Linked DNA regions of Gossypium hirsutum: region 2 is linked to region 1. Evidence: chromatin contacts called from public Hi-C data. All regions are on one chromosome and are shown on one strand. Each heading gives the region's core, a stretch centred on a gene start, on an enhancer-like site or on the middle of the called end of the contact. The rest is flanking DNA. Distances are from core to core; before and after follow the strand shown.

Region 1 (4,465 bases), core at 680-3,179:
TATCAGCAGAGAGATAAACAATAGCCAAAATAGATACCCTTTTTATTGGAGGATGTTGAAAAGAAGTGAAGGAAAATTTTGAACCTTTCGGATATGGCTATTTTAGGAGTTGAGCAATAATGGACTAATGAAAACCCAGAAAGCTAAAAGGCAACAATTCAACATATTAAATCCCCGGAAATTATTAAAAAAATAATTAAAAACTCAAAAGAAGAGATAAAATATTTGGACAAATTTAGATGCAAACCCAGCAAAAGATATAACCTTTATCGAGAATCCTAAGCATATAGTAAGCTAAAACTCACCTATAAACAATGATGGAGCTGGTATAGAGGACTCCAAGTCAAGCCCTTTGGAGATTTCCATGCTTTAGTGACACTCACTGTGACTGTGTTATTCTATTTGTATCTCCACGAAAAAAAGAAAAGAAAAGAGAAGCACTGAATTTAGAAAGATTGAAGCTTTTTTCTTAGTAAAGGAAAGAAAGATGGCTCTAATTAGAGAGAGAAAGAGCAAAGGCCCCAAATATCTGCTAGCTGCTACTTGCTATAGTGCTGTGGCCAAGCAAATATATCTTTTTTCTTCTTCTTGTTGTCAATAGCAAAATTTTAAATTAATAAATAGAGATATTACATATTGCATTACGGAATATAGACTTATCTAGGAACTATTCCAATGATGAGATTTTTAACGTGGAAAATATAAATAAAATTGGGTGAAAAAGAAAAGAAAATACCTTTCTTTCTTTCTTTCATTTATTCAGTCTTCATTTCATTGAATGGCTGGGCATATAATGGTGGAAAAGAAAGTGCAAGCATGATAAAGAGAAAATATATAATGGAGGAAGAAATGGGGCAAAGAGTAAAATAACTCTTTTCTCTTTTTTTTCTTAGACATTGATATTTTTAGAATAATGGAGAAAAAAATAGGGGCCATCCATATTTGCTCCCCAAAAGCAGCACAAATTCTTCTCCGAAATAATTCTAAATCCCACCTATTCATTCATTTCAGATTTAGGATTTTAGTAGTAATAATCTTTTTTCTTTAATTTCCCTTATTATCATCTTTGATTTTTTTGCTTTTGGTTATTGGGATAGAGATAATTAAAATATATTTGAGGTTATGATTTAAAGGTTGGGTCGTTATCATATAATATAAGATAGAAAATAGATGTAGTGTGGGGGCATATGGGGTCAAATTTGGTGGTTGAAGAAGCCCTCAACATCCCCAATTTATTATTATTGTTTTTATCACTTTTACTTTTTTTTCTCTCTCATTTAATGGGTTTTATCTAAAAGAGTGAAATTCGTTTGTGCGATTTTCCATTACTAGCATCATACACTTACCCAGGAGTATAAATTAATTAATTAAGCTTGAATGGACATAAATTAAATTTGCAGAATGTCACCGCATAATTGGCAAAACTAAGGAATTATCAAATTTTATCCTAAAGTTTTATAGAAATCAAATTGCCAAGATTTAAAGTGGAATATAATGCAGCAATAGAATAGAAAAGTTTGTGGGGGGAGAGGACATATTTCAGGTACAGTTCGTTCATGACTTGTAGTATATGATTATTTTGCATCATTGATTAGAAATGGAGAAAGTGAAAGCGTCCATGGAGAAAAGTTCAACATTGCAATTATTGAATCCATGTACCCAATGAAACATATGGATTCCCACCACAATTCACCCATCGCTCATTTTGTGACACCACTCACTTTGAGGCCTTTTTGGTCAAGTCTTTTGCTCCTCATTTCTTCTTTTTTTAATCTTTCTTTTGGATTGGATTAAATTCGCATAATTCTTCGACTTTGTTTTGTTTTTTTTTAATTAATAAATCATTTTTATTTCATTTTATTTTATTTTAAAAAGTTTAAAACCCTTTCCTTTATATAATAAAAACTTTTAGTACTAGTTACTACGCGGCACACGCCCTTAGCTTTTGATATATCATCATCATCATAAACAATCTTGTGATAAGTGATACCTTTTCTTCCTTTTCTTTTCAATGATTTGGATCTTTTTGATCGAAGCGTGACGCGGTCGCAGACAATAAACATGGAAGAAGTCGGCCGCGATCGAACCGGGTGCGAGAATCTCCAGAGGGCGCTAAGCGAGTGCCACCAACGTTTCGGACCTGGTGCGACGCGGGACGCGGCATGTCGGCACTTGAACCGAGCCCTAGCGGAGTGCTTGGTCTCGTTTGTGTGCCCCGAAGAATCGGAGGCGGTTAGGACACTGTGCGGCAGCGGTGGAACCCGGCTGAAGCGGTCCCAGTGCCAGCAGGCCCAGCTTTCTCTCTCAGTCTGCATTTCTTCTCATCAACCAGATTGAACGATCCTGAGATTCTTTTCCCTTAGGAAAATTACCATTTTGACCTCTTTTGAGGAGAAGAGTGATACAAATTTTGTATTTGTTGGTAAATAACATCAGAATTTTATGGTTTATACACATAGATTATTAACAGTGTGATTACTTCTGAATGGCGTTTATATCATTTCAAATATTGAATTTAGATTACATTACATCACTTCTGGATAGCTAATAAAGTTTTATCTTTTATTATTTTTCATTTGCATTTCATATACATACGCCTATCTCTCTCTCTCTCTCTAGACCACCAAGAATTTTCTGTTCCTCTAAACTCGAACCACCCAGAACTGGAAAACTTCAAATGTCCATAACTAAGACGAATATTTCGTTAGTTTTAATCACAAATGACACTGTAAAACTTTGATTAGATACAAATATATATAATTCCATATACTGCTTGTATGCATATTAAGCTGATTATCAAAGAAAATACTGAAGCGACCATCGTTCCCCTTCCAGGTATTTATTGGTAACTAGAAACAACCTGCCACAATGTAAAAACTAAAAACTTTGATCTACGAGAGTATAACATATAATGTCTTTTCCAGAATTAATTCATCTTAAATGCAAGGGGAGTTGTCGACCGCAACAGCGAGCATCGGTGCATCATTGAACAAATAAACAAGAGCTTCTACTATGGGATACATACTTCCTAAGCAGTAAACCGTGCTCGGTCATGAGGAGAAGAATAGTCAATATTTGGGCCAACAGGGATTATCCCGAATGGATTTATAGAAGGGTGGCTACCATAGTAGTGGCGCTTGATGTGTTGCACATTCACCGTGCTGCTCATGCCTGGAATTTGGTAAATGTCCTTGGTATAGTTGTACAAATTCGGGTACTCCCGTAGAAGCTTTTTGTTGCACTTGAAATGTACGACATAGACCTGTTATGTAAACAAACTCGTCATCAATGGGCATGAAACGATTTTATTGCAAAGATGTCAAGGTTTTCCATCTTTTTTTCAAAAAGAAAATCAAAGCTTTTTTCCTTTGCCTCTGTCTGAGTTCAAGCAATGAACGTTATGGTCACCATTGAAGGTGTTTTTAGTTTATCTCAAATACATAATATTAGAAAGCTGTACGGGCAAAATGAAATACCTCATCGAATCTTATGAGGGTTACAAACAGTCGAATATCTGCCTCGGTTAGAATGTTTCCACAAAGGTACCGCTGCTTGGAAAGAATCTCCTCACATTGGTCCAAAGCGTCATATAGTTGTTTTACAGCCTGATGGTCCAATGACAATACATGCTTTAGAGAAGAATATAACTCTTTCAAGAATGTAAAGACCGACAAGTCTCGCATTGAACCGAAGATAACAACCACATGAAAATACCTCATCATAAGGCTCTTGTTTTCTAGCAAACCCGCATTTGTAAACACCGTTATTGATTCCGCTGTATATCCACTCATTCGTCTTGTCAATTTCGGCTCTCAAATGTGGAGGATATAGGTCCACAGCAGGATTCTCAGCTATATCGTTGAATTCGGTATTAAGCATGCGGATTATCTCAGCACTCTCGTTACTAACAATAGTCTTGAACTTCTTGTCCCATAGGACCTATAATATAACAGAAAGCACAAATAAATTGAAAGAACTTGAACATGGAAATGTAACGGAAAAACAGAATGAGAGGTGGGAGGCGCTTTTAATACTTTATGAACTTACAGGGACTGTGTACTTCCCAGTATAGTTCGTACTTGCAAGCTCTATAGTTCCCTTATGCTCTTTGCTCCGTTAAAGGGGTTGGGTGCAGCACCTGGCTCTTCTGTATCAGAAGTGGGAAAAACCCATCCCATGTGCTCATCAGTTTCCTTTGTCCTTTCCCATATGGGTTTGACTGACTGGTGAACAATTGAACAACAAAAGATCATTAGCTTTATGACAGATTTAATCAAACTACAAGAGCTTAAAATACATGGCATGATTCACCCACCGTAAAACCAATGGCCTTGTCAAGGCCTTTGACCTTCAAGTATGCAAGACACCTGGAAGCCCAAGGGCAAGCATAAGATACATACAAATGATACCTTCCTGACTCAGGTGGAAACTGAGAACCAGGGTCTCGAGAGATGAAGTTACGAAA
Region 2 (4,885 bases), core at 1,872-4,371, 300 kb after region 1:
AATTAATAAAAAGAAAAGGAAAAATATCCTATAAAATAATAATGTGCATTCAATCAATATTATAAAACAGGTGGTGAATTGGCAACTGATAATATGGATACAGCTTCACACCCAAAATATTGATTGCTAAAAAAATGCCATATAAAACTCTCCCATTCAACCGCATTGAATCAATTATGAAAAGTTGCATTAAAGAAATCAATAATGAAAAGTATATAATAGCATTCATTCATGATCTGTCTCTCTCTCTCTCTCATGTATGATAAGGAAACTGTGTGAGAGTACTATACTAACAGTCTCAATCTTAAACAAATGTATAATCTTAATGGGTTAATTTAAAGATATAAACTAATGGGTGGAAATTGGAAACCCAAAAATGAAGGGGGAAAAACAAGGTTGCAGAAGCTCAATGAATGACGGCAAATCATTCTGAACAATAATGAGAAACTAAAAACTCACAGGACCTTGGAAGTTGATGAAACGTGCATCCTGTTTGCTGGGTAACTTCGCCCTTGATTGAATTTGCCCAAGAAATAAAGCAATAATAGACCCAGCAAGTAAATCTGAGTTCTGATCGGTACCATGCGTCAATAAATCAGGTGCATCAAAGACCCTAAACAATTTGCAAAGGTAAGCCTATCAAAGTATCCATGAAATTTTGACAAAAACAGGGTAAATTTATGGAAGAGACTTTAAAAGCTAAGTGCAGACTACATTTTATTGATAAAACTTCACATGTATATAACATAAAACATGAGATCTTCATACCTACAATATTCACATATAGAGGGATTATAGAATTAAAAAAAGACTACAAACTCAAAGCTCTTACAACATCATTCTAGTTGCAGGTGTGCACTCTTAAAAGCATATGCCTGAAATAAAAAAAAAACCAGCAGATGCATTTCGGTAATCAGCTGAAGCATAAAAGCTCAAACACCAGCAGTGAATTATCAACAAGCATGGACTGCCCTCACTGGTGATCCAAAGCAAGTTTTAGCTTTCAAACGATATTGCCCTGAGAATCAGCAACAACATGTAACAAAATTGTGGTCTGATTATCAGCTTTCCAAAAGCAAGCTATCACCTCTATCCCCTTGACCATGGTGCAGCTTTCCCTGAAATGAGCAAAATTGGATTTGAATTTCATAAGAGATGCATAACTAAAATTGTGATGCAAGCATATCCAAAACTAAAAACAGAATGAACAATGCCAGGCATATGCTAGTTTTGGGACACCACATGCGTTCCATGATGTTTTCTTGCAACTGAAGACGGAAACATAAATTATAATCATGCTTGCTTTCCCCTGTAATTTAATTAAAAAATTTTAACAATCAAAATGATCAAGAAAGAAAGTAATTCCAACACATTCATATGCATAAGCAAAAGACATCAAGAGTAATTTCGTCGCTCAGAACCTTTAAATTAAAAAAGGTATAACAGTGAATAAGTGAATCCCAAAACAATCTTCATACTGACATGAACAATTCGAACATCAAACAGTTTTCTAGCAAATTAATCAACATCTTCAAGTAAATCCAACAAATAAGAAACTTTTACCTTTACAGAACAGGAAGCAGGCATCAGAACGAGTTCATCTCCAGACAGTAAGTCCTTCTCTTAACCAGCATCTTAGCTGCAGTCCCATAAGGCTCTTCAAAAGCAGATGATAACCAAGAAGCATCCGAAACCTCTTTTTTCGAAGCAGATTGTTCACTAGGCCTGATAGCAACCAAAGTGGCACCTTGTAAAACAACCCCATCAGGCAAATCCAAATGAGGAGCATACCAAAGCCTCATATTCAGAGCCGGCACCAGCGTCCTTTTTGAAGCAGAAGAAGCTGATAATGGTTTCACTCTTAACTCCTCAAGCTGCTCACCGTTCATACAAAGCACCCCTTGTCCATCCGCATCGGTCAAAACCAAGCTATCCAGCGTCTTATGCTCTGCAATTATGGATTGAAGCAAATAATGCCTCGCTGATGCTGCGATTAACGAGCTAATAGTCCAAACAACCCTTAATTTCAAGCCTCCATTGGTATAAAACGACTCAGGGATACTCCCATTATCATCACCGTTGCCGACATTAGAACCGTTGTTGATGCAAAATCCATCGTTCCCATGCCCTGGTACTTGGAAATGCACATTGTTAAAAACAGAAGCAGCTCCGAGGATTACGCAGCTGTCAAGGGTTGATCCGAAATCGGCTCTCCATTTCAGCAGAACTCCGTCATCGATCCCTAACTCGCCGCCGGGCAATTCAATTCGGAGGAAACGAAGCTCGTTGAAATTTCTAAGCACTTGCGTCGGAGAATGATGGGTAACCCCACCTTGGTCCATTTCCCCATCCTCACCTCCGCCGAGACCGACAGATAAAGAGGAAGATGAAGAGGTATTGAGCGTTTTGTTGAGAGAGGGGCGTTCGGGGCCAAGGAATTGGCCCAAAGCTTGGAGGGGCTTGACAATGCCACCGAAAACGAGACGGAAGAGGGTGGAAAATGGACCGGCGGCACGTGATTTGACAGAGGAAGAAGGGGAACAATCGTCGTCTGAGATGACGCAATCGACACGAACGACGACGTTTTCAACTTGAGGGACGAGGGCGTGGAAACGACGCGAAACAACGCAGCATCGGCCAAGCGCTTTCACGTCGCCGATCATGTTGAAGACTAAAAGGAGAAGAGAATCGGGAAGACGGTCGAAGTGATCGATTGGTTCCGGGTGGGTTCCATGGATCGGATCTGAGTAAACCGAAGACATCAGGTTTTTTTTTTTTCCCGTTGAAGTATCCGTTCTACGGAATTCTAAAGAGGAAAAAAGGTGGGTTTGAGAGGGGAGAGAAATGGTTAATTGGGGGGAAACTGGAAAAAGCTGGTTGTTTTTAAGGGAAGGGAAAGGAAAGGTAGGGTGGAATTGGAAAGGGATGAAATTTGGGTGCCATGTCGTTGTTTGTGAGTTGAAGAGCGCTGGGAAAATTAATTTACAATAATAAATAATTCTTAAATCTTAATAATGACCTAATTTACCTACTCATTTCTTAAGATAGCTTATTCTTGCACTTCCACACTTTTTTTCCTTTTCACAATATATGGCAATACATACATTCATCTGTATATTTTGCATTTCAAAATATCCAAAATGTTTAACTGATAAAAAAGTTTGACATATGTTAATTTACCAGTTCAATTATAGTACCCCAGAAAATACCATGACTTAAAATTTAATAAAAAAAGTATTTATTAAGTGATTGGTATAGCAATTACGATCATGAGTTGAAATTCTTAACAATACAATCAATTTAAATAAAAGATGTGCAGTCAATTTAAAAGTTATAAACGTTTATGTTGCATCAGGTAATTTTTACTTCTATACACCCTCAACATATCACATATATATATATAAACGATTAATGTTTGATACGCTGACCATATGTATATTTTTTTATTTTATAAGTAGTTTTAAAAATTTATCAAGTGATTTATTTTTAATATTTTAATATAACCTCTTAACTCTGGTACTATGTGTAAAATCTAAAAATTCTACTCATCAATATAATTCCATACATAAAACGAAAATTAAAAGTCAAACACCAAATACGATTTGAGTTAATATATTATGTACAAGTAAAAGCAAGCACATGATGTAGGCATAATTTTTTTGGCGTTAAGTCACATCTCATGTGGTTTCTTGTTATGGGGTTAATGTGATTAAGGAAGCTTAATGAGTGGTTAATTCATTTAGCGACCCTGCTTTCGGTGCCATCTTCCAAATGTACCAATTAAGCATAAACGAACTCAAATTTGTTGGCAACCGTATTTCCTATATGTTCATTTAGTTTCTGGAAAAGAGTAAAGTTTGTGCAAAACATCCTTAATTCGAACGCATAAAAAATACATATATATATATATTTCTTACAAAGATGAAAAAGGAATATATGGCAAAAGAAGAATTACGTTTGGTATTGGTTGGAAGATATTTTGTTTTTTTCTTTGTTTTTTTTAAATATTATAATTAAACTAATTACAAAAACTAGACTATCCCCTCAACAGGGATGTCTCAGACAATAGTAAATTATATGTTCCATGCTGGACCAAACTGATCAAGTGATCAGCTTTTTTATTATCCTCGCTAAAAGTGTGTCTAATGTTCCACTGTCTAAATCGAAATAACATCTGATGGATCCTCCTAATTAACTTATAAGAGGTTTTGTTTTGACAAATAAATTTGGATCTTTTTTTTCTAACAATACATCTCAAGAAAAATAAATTTAACAAATGGTTGATTTAATTGATATTTGCATTTAATGCATTACTTTTATTGAATTCATTAAACATTAATGGAAGTTCTTTTCTTCCCCTATATTACATTCTGGTAAAAGATTATTCAATTATTACTTAATTATTAGTCACTTAACTTTAAAAAATTATAATTTAGTCACTAGCCTATTAATTTGGTAATGGATGTTAGATTTGGTTATTACTCACTATTCATCGTAAGATAAATTACACTTGAGATCATTTAGTTATTAGTAAGTTTATACTTTGGTAACTCAATTTTTTTAAAGAAAATGTTACAAGTTGGTCGTTAAACTATTCGAATGTTTTAGTGATTCAGGAACCTCCTTCATAGTTGTATTTCAGCATTCTCACCATTGTTCGACCTCCTCCTTCGATAAATGAACACATTGAATCAATTTTTTCCCTCCACTTTCAACTTCATGGTTTAATTTTTCTTAAAATGGTTGAAAACTCCACTGATTTAAACCCGAAACCCTAACGAAAAAGCTCGTCAATCTTCGTCCATCATCATTGGTCGTTTGACTCCAATATATTCTTTTCAGTGGCGAGGCTTTATCCTTGACCATTTGGATTGAACATTCATTG

What was found. A called contact is a pair of places that touch in the nucleus more often than the background predicts.
Region 2: a Hi-C map of leaf shows a contact between it and region 1, with 2.1 times the contacts expected there. The contact joins the promoter of LOC107905971 here to the promoter of LOC107905993 in region 1. A contact is called at or near these places in 2 of 34 Hi-C or Micro-C datasets (both in leaf).

What each region holds. Positions count from the first base shown.
Region 1 is chrD05:12,785,772-12,790,236 of Gossypium_hirsutum_v2.1, forward strand. LOC107905993 reads left to right here and starts at 1,930. Exons shown (of 1, transcript XM_016832801.2): 1 at 1,930-2,568. The coding sequence starts at 2,062. The coding sequence ends at 2,337. It overlaps LOC107905991 (glutathionyl-hydroquinone reductase YqjG), which reads right to left. Exons shown (of 7, transcript XM_041093817.1): 2 at 4,316-4,465; 3 at 4,094-4,223; 4 at 4,048-4,091; 5 at 3,715-3,939; 6 at 3,477-3,605; 7 at 2,758-3,262. The coding sequence ends at 3,029. It also overlaps the pseudogene LOC107905994.
Region 2 is chrD05:13,087,324-13,092,208 of Gossypium_hirsutum_v2.1, forward strand. It overlaps LOC107905971 (F-box protein At5g46170), which reads right to left and starts at 3,122. Exons shown (of 3, transcript XR_001686641.2): 1 at 1,564-3,122; 2 at 833-1,118; 3 at 166-613.